Regions from separate parts of the Gossypium hirsutum genome. Here region 1 is linked to region 2. Evidence: chromatin contacts called from public Hi-C data. All regions are on one chromosome and are shown on one strand. Each heading gives the region's core, a stretch centred on a gene start, on an enhancer-like site or on the middle of the called end of the contact. The rest is flanking DNA. Distances are from core to core; before and after follow the strand shown. Region 1 holds the start of LOC107910471 (protein GIGANTEA). Region 2 overlaps LOC107910472 (type IV inositol polyphosphate 5-phosphatase 3).

Evidence for each region. A called contact is a pair of places that touch in the nucleus more often than the background predicts.
Region 1: a contact with region 2 is called in a Hi-C map of leaf, with 4 times the contacts expected there. The contact joins the promoter of LOC107910471 here to the enhancer-like site in region 2. A contact is called at or near these places in 21 of 34 Hi-C or Micro-C datasets (anther, callus, cotyledon and 5 more).

Annotation. Positions count from the first base shown.
Region 1 is chrD02:9,909,620-9,915,465 of Gossypium_hirsutum_v2.1, forward strand. LOC107910471 (protein GIGANTEA) reads left to right here and starts at 4,458. Exons shown (of 16, transcript XM_041088410.1): 1 at 4,458-4,685; 2 at 5,013-5,084; 3 at 5,257-5,456; 4 at 5,672-5,743. The coding sequence starts at 5,370.
Region 2 is chrD02:9,854,676-9,860,737 of Gossypium_hirsutum_v2.1, forward strand. It overlaps LOC107910472 (type IV inositol polyphosphate 5-phosphatase 3), which reads left to right. Exons shown (of 13, transcript XM_041088408.1): 11 at 1-119; 12 at 224-460; 13 at 1,189-2,265. The coding sequence ends at 431. Among protein-coding and RNA genes, the nearest start is that of LOC107910472, 10 kb to the left of the region's middle. Within about 2 kb of position 3,241, at least 3 of the 9 cell types and tissues checked have an H3K27ac peak or open chromatin away from gene starts, as enhancers often do. A contact at or near this core is called in hypocotyl and leaf, where this site is marked.

The DNA of each region.
Region 1 (5,846 bases), core at 3,208-5,707, 56 kb after region 2:
GGTCAGAGGCGCATCACACTATCAACCTCAAGATCTCGGTATATAAAGAAACTTTATTTTGGAAATCAATGGCATGTATAAGCTAGTAAAGTAATTGTTAATGTGAAATGAATGTATGGTTAGCCATTGGTATGGCTAACATATTTTGGTTTTGGTATGTGATGAGGTTATCTTATGAATATGTTAAATCTATCTTGAAGTATGTTGAAATGGATTGGTTGTGTTTGATTGGTCTTGGTTTAAAATTGCAGGAAAGATTTAGATATTTATAAAGGGGTTATATTGAGTTCAAAAAAAAAAACTTTAGGATTTTGCGAAAATTTTCTTATGGTTTCAATTTAATCCTGGTTTGGTCCCAATGTATGTTTTGGGCTTCGGAGGCCCATCCAAGGGACGTCATGACATGTTTCGATAAATGAATAGTATTTAACTCGTAATAACGAAAAATTTATTCGGTAAAATTTGGTAATGCCTCATACCCTATTTCGGTGACAAATACGGGTAGGGGGTATTACATATTAGGTTAGTGACTTTCTTGTATTTTGATTTGTATGTCTGTGATTTGGTTCATGTGAAGGACACTACATCGTTAGCTTTGGAGAAAGCAATTTGTGAAGTTCTTTTATGTCATTGCTTTAATATGGATGATAATATTCGTGATCAAAGATATTATGGTGCAAATAATATGCATGGAAAATGGAACGACTTGCAAGCGTTATTTGCTAAAAAGTGTTGATTTGCATACTATGTTCACTACCTCGGTCATCGTTTCCAATTAACTCTAGTAGCTGCATCCAATGAGGTTATTCCTATTTGTAATTTTTTTTCAAACTTGACTGGTATATTCAATTTGGTTGCTTCTTCAAGCAAACAACATGATCAATTAAGAGACATTGAGGCATCTCATAACGCGAAATTAATTAACAGTGGTGAGCTTGAAACTGGTAAAGGGAAAAATCAAGTTGGTACTCTCCAACGTCCAGATGATACTTGATGAGGATCTCATTTAGCCTCTCTCGATAGCTTGATGAAGATGTTCAATTCCGTCTGTGTTGTATTACAAGATATCATCAAGTCTGGCAACCTTACTCAAATGAGTGAAGCTGATGGAATATATGATTTAATGACATCCATTGAATTTGTTTTCATCTTGCATTTCATGATGAGATGCTTGGAATCACTAATGATCTCTGTCAAATATTGTAGTATAAATCGCAAGATATACTAAATGCGATGCAATTGGTGTCATAAACTAAAACGCTTATCGAGAAATTCAAATAACATGGGTGAGATCCATTGTTTGAGAAAGTGAAGTTATTTTGCAAATATCACGAGATAGAAGTTCCCAATTTAAGTGTTTCGTACAAAATTGGTCGAGGTTGGTCTTGCATCTAGAGATATAACCTCACAATTGAGCATCATTATCGGTTTGATATATTCATTGCCAGTATCGATTTATTGCAAATAGAAATGAATTCTTGCTTTAATGATGAGGTAGTTGAGTTACTTGTTCTTAGCTCCCCTTTGGATCCATGTGATAATTATAAAGCTTTCCGGGGTGGAAGATATCTGCAAGCTTATGAATGATTTTTATCTTGACGATTTTACGGATCAAGAAAATCTACACATGAAGATTCAATTGGAGCTTTTTAAACTTGATGTTCATCAATGCATGGAATTGTAGAAAACTTCTACACTTGCCAAGTTGTGTCAAGTGCTAGCTAAGATAAATAAGTCAAGTATTTATATTTTTCTTGATAGAATTATTTGCCTTGTGCTAACTCTTCCCGTGTCTACTGCAACAACCGAACGAACATTTTCAGCCAAGAAAATTGTGAAGACAAGGCTTCGCAACAGAATGGAGGATGATTTTCTTTCAATTTGCTTTGTGGCATACATCGAAAAAGAGATAGCTCGAAAATTTTCTACAGATTCTATCATTGATGAGTTTAATCTTATGAAAAAACAGATGGTGAAATTTAGAATGCTTAGTATTGAAAAATAAGACTAAGGCCAAGTTTTGTTAATTTAATTTTTGGAATTATAATGGTATTAATGAAATTTTTAGTATTGTATTAGTTTTTTTTTTGTATATTGGAAAGAAATATTTAATGGTTTTTTCTTTTAATTTTTTTTATAGTTAAATTGTACATATTTTTTAAAAAATATTAAATTGATTTATTTGATAAGAAAAAAAAAGTGTCAAAAAAATATCCGAGAAGAATTGATACTTTTTTACGTTAAAAAAGTTCGTTCGGATTTAGAAGTTTTGTCCCCTAGGAGTAAAATTCCGAATCCGTCCTTGCTTGTGAACTAGAACTAGTTGGGCTAAAAAATCGGTTGAATTGGTTTTTATAAAATTTTAAATTTTTTAACTATTTATTTCCTTTGAACTGTCTGGACTAGTCGAATTAATCAGATTGAGAATTGATGGTTTGATTGGTTCGACCATTGGTCCGATTCCAAAAATATTTCATTGAGTCAATGTACTTATTTTTTAAAAACGTAATCTGAGACAAATAAAAGTGACTATTTTTATAGTTAACTTTATATTTTTTTGATAAGTGTTGAAGGAGACCTTTTAATTCTGAAAACTTCCATTTGGTCCAAATATTTAATTTTTTTTAATAATTTTGCATTTTTCTAAGCATAATCTGAAATTAAATTTCTTATTGAAAATTATGTTTGGGATTAATATATATATAGTTTAGATTTACATTTGAATTTTTTATGGTTTTTTTTTCTTTCGAAGCAAGAAAAGTCTCTTTGCCATTGATTTTAGATTTAGATTTTGAACTTTTTTTTTATAATTTTTTTCTCTTCTCTTTTTTATAAATAATTATAAATTTTAAATATTTTATTAAAAATACAGAAAAATTATAAATTATAAATTATTTATAATTTTTCATGTATTTTTAAAAACTAAGAATAAATTAACAAAAACTATAAATGTTAATGACTAAAAAATTATTTTACCTTTTTTTATATTTGCAACATCACCAACTTTTAAAGGACAATTAGATGAAGAGACTAAAATTTTCAAATGAAAAATTACATAAACTCATTATCTCAAAATTAAAATATAATAATAAAATTTTAAATTTTAAAAAAATATAAAGATGTGCAGCATAATTAATTTTTTTTTTTAGGTTTAAGGTATAAAAACTCTTCAAATTTTTTTTAAAAAGTAATTAAGTCTTTTTTTATTCAATTGGGTACTTGAACTCTCAAAATGCATCTCAAATTTTTTCAAAAAAAGAAGAAGCAATTACGCCTTTTTTTTTAGCACTTGATTGTGTATTTGAACAGTCAAAATATATAAAAAATGCTCTTTAACCTTTAATTTTAACAATTAACCGCTAAAGTTAACTGCCCCTAATTTTTCAGTTAAAGCCACCCGTATCACAACCATAGTGTGACATGTGGCAAAAAAATTATAAAAAATAAAAATCAATAAAAGTTATAAAAATTATTAAATTTTAATAAAAATATAAAAAAATATTTAAAATTAGGAAAAAATATAAAATGTATAAAAATGACCCTCTAATCATTAACTTTAACTGTTGACCGTTAAAATTAACGACCCCCATTTTTTTTTTAGTTAAAGCCATCACGTGTCGCAACACAGTATGACATGTGGAGAAAAAAGATAAAAAATTAAAATTAATAAAAGTTATAGAAAAATTATAAAATACTTCTTTTGGTACTATAATTTTTATAATTTTTTTATAAATTTTATATTTCTTTACATTTTTTATAATTTTCTTATGACTTTATAAAATTTTATAATTTTTTTATATTTTTATAAAATTTTACAATTTTTTTATAATTTTCTAAAATTTTTAAAATTCTTTCTAATTTTTAATAATTTCTATATTTTTTATTAAAACTTAATAATTTAATAATTAATTTTTATTTTTTATATGTTTTACCACATGTCACACCGTGGTTGTGACATGTGGTGGCTTTAATTGAAAAAAGTTAGGGGTGGTTAACTTTAAGAGTTAACCGTTAAAGTTAACATTAAAGGGTCCTTTTGATGTATTTTAGTAATTCAAGTAACCAATTGAGTGTAAAAAAGTAAGAGCTTAATTACTTTTTTTGAAAAAGTTTGAGGGCCTTTTTCATGCATTTTGAAAGTTCAAGTACTCAATTGAGTGCAAAAAGAAACATGGGCTTAATTGCTTTTTTTAAAAAAATTTGAGGACCTTTTTTATACATATTAAAAGTTCAAATACCAAATTAAATGAAAAAAAAATAGCTTAATTGCTTCTTTTGAAAAAGTTTGCGGACTTTTTCGTCATTAAGCAATTTTTTTACTTATTACTCTAGCTGAAGTTGCTCATGCTATAAATGGATGTTATGCATGTATGCATGTTAATGTGATGTAATGCATGGTGGATTAATGTGATATGACATAGAAAGGTTGTGAGGCTAGAGGAAAATATCAATGCCACATCATCACCAATCTGAAGCCAACAGCCATCTAAAGATCTCTTCCTTCTCACCCATATCAAAAATTTTCTCTACCACCTCTTACAAAATTTCCCCAGCAAAACCACTCAAATCTCAAACCAATATTCTTTTTCTTTTTTCATTATTTTATATGCACTAATATTGTTTTTTAGTGAGTTAAATCTTAGATTAAATCAGCAAAATTTTAGCATCTGATAAACAAAGCCCAGGTTTGTTTGTTAGCTTCCAAATCCTCCTTTATTTTTCTCTAAATTTTGAGTTTTTCATTTCTGTTTATGTATTTTTTTAAATATACATGTTCGTATAAAAAATGGGTTTTGAGATTTAGTCTTGGTTTTTTTGTTAGTTTGATGATTTATGGTGTTTTTATCTAAAGATTTCGGTAGCTGTATCGTGTATGCAGTGTTCTTAGCTTGCTTACTAATCCATTTTCAAGTGATTTGCTGTTTTTGAATCTTTTTATATAGATACTTTTTCTCTGTATTTTTTGTTTTTAGTAATAGTTTCTGATTTTTACTTTCAATTTGTTTTTGCAGAGAAGAACAGATTCTGATTATTAGTTAAACAGTAATCGACAGTTAGAGGCAGAGACGACTAATCATACTGTTGTAAATTTCCAATCCTTTTAAGAGAGAAAGAGAGAGAGATGAAATATAGTTTCTCTTGTTGATTCAATACTTTTTGTGTTCTTCAATTGATATCACTTACATATTTGTGGGAATCCGTGGGCTGAATCGGCTTGGGATGTTGAATTATGAAATATTGATTCTTGATTGGTAGAGGTTGCAGAGTGGAAGCTCAGGTTTTGGGGGGGGTGTGTGTGTCTTGCTGTTGATTGGTCCGCTGGTTGCTTCGAAGGGTATATTCCAGAGGTTACATCTTGTTTAGGATACATGGCTAATCCGTCCGAGCGATGGATTGATGGCCTTCAGTTCTCATCGCTGTTCAGGCCTCCGCCGCAGGACCCTCAACATCGAAAGGTACCCTAGTTTCTTTCTCTTGGATTTTCTATTGTCTTGTTATTGGTTTTCTTTGAATGAATCTTTGAAGCTTTTTAAACATTCTATATTTTCATGCTTGGCTTACTTGAAAACTTAAGTTGGTGAAATAGGTGACATAAATGAATATATGACTTCATATTAGCTTTAGTAAAAATCATCATTTCTTATAATCCATTGTGTTACCTTTTTTTTAGGTTCAAATTACTGCATATGTCGAGTATTTCGGTCAATTCACATCAGAACAATTCCCTGAGGACATTGCTGAGGTATGCTTGTTTTCGTTTGATTATTTCACATCCCATTGGTAATGGAAGGAAAAGACACTAACTACTTTGCTTATATGTCAAGGGAGGAAATTCTTTTATTGTT
Region 2 (6,062 bases), core at 1,991-4,490:
CGTACATTTGATGGATGGTCTGAGGGTGCTTTAAATTTTGCTCCAACATACAAATATGAGTTAAATTCAAAGAAGTACTACGGAGAAGATCCCAAGATTGGGAGACGAATTCCTGCATGGTATGCTTAAAGACAATTATAAGATCCATGATCCATCCTTTGTTGTTTCTTTTTGTCTGATGAATTTCTTTTGTTCTTTTTTCTTAATGCACCTCATCTTTCAGGTGTGACCGCATCCTTTCACGTGGTAAAGGAATGAGGCAACTAAGTTATAGGAGAACTGAGCAAAAACTTTCTGATCACCGCCCTGTTACTGCCATATATATGGCTGAGGTTGAGGTATTTTGTCCGAAGAAACTACAGCGTGCACTCATCTATACCAATGCTGAAATTGAAAATGAGGAAGTTGAAGCAGAGGATTTTGATTACTGATGTTGGGATGAGTCCATTAGTTGGATCAGGTGAGTGGTTTGCTATGTTTTCTCGTCCAGGAATACAAGTATGTCCTTTCTACCACAAGTTGTAAATGTCATGGTACATACTAGGGAAACAAAGTAATGCTGGCTGCACATAGTTACTAGATGTAGGGTGAGAGGAGGAATGGTTGAAGTTGACTAGAACCTAGGAATAAGGTAAGGAAACAAGATTAAACGCCTTTAAGAGAAGTAGTCTATGTTGCAGTAATGAGAATCTGTTTGTAGAAGCATGGATTAGTATATATAGGTTGAATGGTGGTTAATATTTCCATTGAGAATTTGAACCCCATTAAGTTTTAAGGTGATTTTTCTGAAATTAACGTGAGACACTTGGTGGTTGCAAACTATCTTGTGTTGTGGCATGCATCGAGGATTACATGAAGGTAAGTGGATTGTTTTTTTGAAGTAGATGAAATTGCTGCTAAATCAAATACCCCAGTAGCAGATCTGTGTTTTATCTAACGTCTATCACCATTTGTCATGACATGGAATTCTATTCTGATTGGATGAAATAGATAGAAAATTGGAACATGGAATTAGGTGATCTCATGCGGGAAAGGTTATTAAGAACAAATCATTTTTCCTGATTTTTTATCACATCCCTATGAGAAGTCTTGGGTCCAGGGTCTTTTCAGCAGTGGGTCCAATACTTGCGTAAACATATGCTTTGTTTATTTCTCTAAACAAAAGGCTTGCTTTCTGATGCAGGATAGGCTAGCCGAGAGATATGAAGGGATGCTAATCTATGCCTGAGCCTTTGAGGCTAGGGGTGAGAGCTCCTATAACTCTTGATATTTCCTACACTTTAGATTCATTCATTTTTTTTTCTGTGTTACCATATTGTATATTGCAATCATTGTATAAATGCATCAATTCTAGGGGTTCCACAAATAGATTCAAGAACAATGCCAAATAAAATCAGAGCTTAGTTTGCATGTAGGCATTCGAATAAAGTTTTATAAATTTTCCCTTCTGCCAACAGCTTTTTCTAGCTCATAAAAACTCGGTGTTGTAAAAAGAGAGATAGTCAATGCATGTGTTTTGGTGCTATCTTTTTGTCAAAAAAAAAAAAACCCATATTCTCTATCTCTCTGCTTTTGGTGTGTGAAAAGTGACCAGTGGTCACATGAATCTTGACTTCTTGCATGGTAAAAAGAAAGAGCCACTTACATATTCACTTTAATATAAATGTACTTTTACCATTATCTATAACTTCGTATTGTTGACAGTCTTTCTATAGCTTTAATATGGCAAATATCTGCGAGTGACGTTAAAGAAAATATGTTTTTCATAAATGTATGCAACCTATGGCCTGTATGCATCTCTCAACCAGATACATGGTGACCTTAGGCAGGTCATTACATTAGCCATTAGATGTTTCTTTATTCAGCTATCTTCTGTATAACATGCCATGACTAACATTTTCCTAAGCTTTTAAAGATAAAAGATAAGCCATTTTTATCTTTTTCCTGTACTTCTTTTGGTTGTGAAATGGAAGTATGAACGGATTCATTTATATTAAATTTGAAAGATCATCAAATGTCGTGCTGATCTATCTGGGTTTTCTGTAGAATTATTTTTACTTCACTGTTTGTTCTTTGAGATTGGGATTTACTCATCATGGTTTAATTGTTTGCCTGCCTTGAGGAAAATTCCAAATGAATACCAATCCTTGAATCTTACACCTAACCAGGCCTAAATTACTGGTTTCACTTCAAGTTTATATGTAAACCGAGGTAGTTTTTAATGTACCAGTGTCTTATTTTAATGTATCATTTTAAGTTTATTGATATTTTTGTTTTCACATATATGTATATTTATAGTTTAATTTTTAGTTTCTTAATAAATTATATTGTATATATGTGCAAAAATAATTCAATTACATTTATATAATTTATATTATACATATTTATATACAAATATAAGTTTTAAAATTATTAATTAAGTTAAATAACGTAGTTTAATAATTAACTTAATAATTTCAAGTTTTAATGTAGTTTTTAAAATGATTTAAGATAAAAAAAAAGTTTAAAATATAAAATTTTGTACTAATCTTGTTACGCACCAGTTTAAGTTAGTATTGATTGAAATAAGTATAAATATATGAAAGGTCAAAATCCATGGAAAATGTTGATCAAAATGAAATTTAAATTATTTGGTACTAATTAAGGACTAAAATAGTATACCCCGATACAACCATTATCGATATGATAAGAACCACCCTGATATAAAGCTACGTAATGGCATAAATTTAAACAAATTAAAAGATGGGGAGGGTTTAGCAAATATAACCCAAATCTTAGGGTGAAAACCTTTTTTGTTTCTTTAGGTTAATGTCATATTTATCCTCTAAACTTTAGGCTAATGCTAACTCTGGTCTGGTACGTATACTAAAAAACAGAATTCAAGTTTGGCATGTTTATTATGGTTGAGGCATACATTCCACCCGTTACAAATATCTGCTTGGTATCGTCAGCCACATAATTAATTAAATATGCACAAAAGCCGGTTGAATAAGAAATATGAAAAGAGAAGTAATTTTAATATATTATGTCATATAGAATCATGGATAGATTTTTCTTTCTTATTTGAATAATTAAAAGGAATCCTTACCATGTTGTAATCGAAGGAGATGCTGTGTGATTAAGAAGCTGTAGAAAAAGAGGAAAATTAAAAACTTTTTAAGGGTTGAAATGAAATTTTCATAATTAAACATTATATTTTTGGAGGGGCAAAGCGCCCCCTACCGATCTTGTGCTTCAGATACTTTGCAACAATTGGAAATGTGATCAGTGGTAGCCCACGGTCTTGTCGAGATGGGTTTGACTATTTACTTCAATCATTATTGTTTTGAATACGATCACATCAAATTACAAATGTTTTAGTTGAGGATGCTTTAATTTTATCTAGACTGATTAAAGTCGAGATGTTCAATATATTTTGAGTGAGGGTTTTGATTGATTTTGGAATTTTATTAAATATTTTATATTTAAAATAAAATTAGTTAAAAATAAATAATTGGAAGAAGGAAAATTTCATAGATGTATTGTTCCACATGGCTTATGCTATCAATATAAATATAAAGAGCTTAAAAATTCAATATAACTGTTCACATGTAAATTACATGATAGGCTAATGACGAATAAGTGAAGATCTCTATTGGTGATAAGGGGTTGGATAGCATGTATAACGAAATTATAGTATTTATATCTGATTATATTTCTTTTAGAGTTTCACTATCACAAATAGAATATATTTATAATTACAAGTATAATATCAGTTCACATATATATTTGATTAATTACTATAATTTTGCTTTTCGAAAATTAGATTTAAGGATTTTTTTATTAAAATTTTCAATGAGAAAAATGTCATGTTTAGATATGTTACACATACTCAATTAAAGATATCATTGCTACCATGCTTTGCCAGTGGTTTATCTTGCATCGTGCATGCTTCGTCTGGGACCAAGGATATGCCACTTAACTACCCTAATAACCCAACCACACAAATGAGACATTCCCTAACAAGGAATGACTGAACGACAAACATGTCTATTAGAGAAGGACACGTGGCATAGAAGAGTCAACTTTATATATGCATCTCTTGGCTCCATAGTAGGGGAGTTTTCTTCTTCTTCTTCCTCATTATTCTTTAATAGCTTTCTCTCCAATTCAACAATATCTCAACCACCTTCTCTTCTCTTCATGGCTCTTCACCCCCTTAAGGTTAACTATCTTTTCAAATTTGTCCCCTATCCTTTTTTCACTCACATTTTCATCATGAACAATCCTTGCAAATATAGATGAACAAGAACAAGGCCCCCAAGCTCAACCGCAACCCTAAACAACCTAAGATTAACAGTTCTCTAATGCACTACAATAATTCTCCCAATAGAAGACACAACCAAGTCGTCATTACGATCCGTATAACCTGTATATTATATTATCCACATTATGTTAGCTATACACAATACCCCCACCTAGATATTATGTTAATTACTGAATTAACAAAGCCAGCCTTATACCCCTCATGGTGAATAAACTTTGCAAAACCTTAACTTTAGCTCATACCAGTTTATGAAAGTGCAAGAGAAAATGATAATTCTTGAAAAACATATATCTATATAGCAAATTTTTTACCAACAACAGCAGGAAGTAAACTTGCGAAACGAGAAGATCATTAAAGAGCTCAGGGTAAACAAAAACCTCTAAAAGTAAAATCCAACCAAAGGTAAAAGGGACAATCTTTTCTTAACAAGTGGAAGTGGAGGAAACCAAGGTCTGATAGAAATCCAACGATGAACCCACCATATCAGTTACAAATGCAAGATCCTTAATAACTAGCTCACTTTTCTTAATATCAAATACAAGCCCTCAGAAAAGAAAATGAAGCTTTTCGCAATACCAAGTTCGTTGAATTTGAATGAGACTATTCTAATAAGACTTTGGCTCTAAAGGTGGCAAGAGAGTTCATGTCTCCAACTTTGATGTTGCCAAAGATGACCTCTAAGAGCATTTGGCACACTACAAAAACCACATGAATATGCTAGGCGCCTTCAATGCATTGAAGTGTCTTGCCTTCTTGATGACCTTAAGGGACCATGCAGGCGATTGATATTTTTCCTATCCAAGAGGGGCTCCATTCATTTTTAAATGAGCTTGCAAACTTATTTATGGGTAGGTTCTTTTATTAGGATTTTATGACCTTAATGCAAGGATTATATCATTCTACTTATAATTTTCAAACTAATTGGATAAATAAAATTCCATAATTAATTTATTATATCTTTGATTGATTTTCCTCAAATGATTTTTGCATGAAAAGAAAAATGAATGAACACATATTAGCTAATTGATTACCTAAGGGTTTAACAAATATTAAGTTGCATCATATTGTAGGATTATGACGCGAGAAGACAACTTATATGAGTAGGTAATCTAAATTGTTCATAGTTTATGGAATAAAAATGAACAATTGACTCATAGGGTTAGTCTAACTTGAGAGATACATTATATTGGGTATCAGAGCAGTTGACTTTCAGAAAATAGACACATATGCGTGATTGTCTAGATTGACAATACATTAGAATAGAACCAAGTATAATTTATCTTGGATCCATTTATGAATTTATTCACTTTTAATGTTCATGGTGTGACTTACCCTAATACGGAGTAAGTAATTAACCATGTTTACCTAACTTATGGATTAGTCCCTCCCAATGAGTTCTAATAGAACTTTAATTTTTATTGAAATATTATTTTCCCATTCTATTTATTCTAGTGGAACTTTTTGTGATTTTTTCCCTATATATAGAGGCTAAGGGTTGTTGAAATATAAACACGTATATATGAGGATACTCTGATGAATTTTAGTGAAAATTTATTTCGGTTATTTTTTGAACTCAAATAAATTCTATTTTTTGTGAGTACTTTTAGTTCAAATTTGTGAGATTAGAATTGTATTTTCCTTGGCAATTATAATTCAAATTTGTGAGATTTAATTTTTTTAGTTTTGGATTTCCTCTAGGGAAAGTCCATTTTCCCTATTGAAAAGCCTCAATTTTCATCTTGTGTTCGGTTATTTA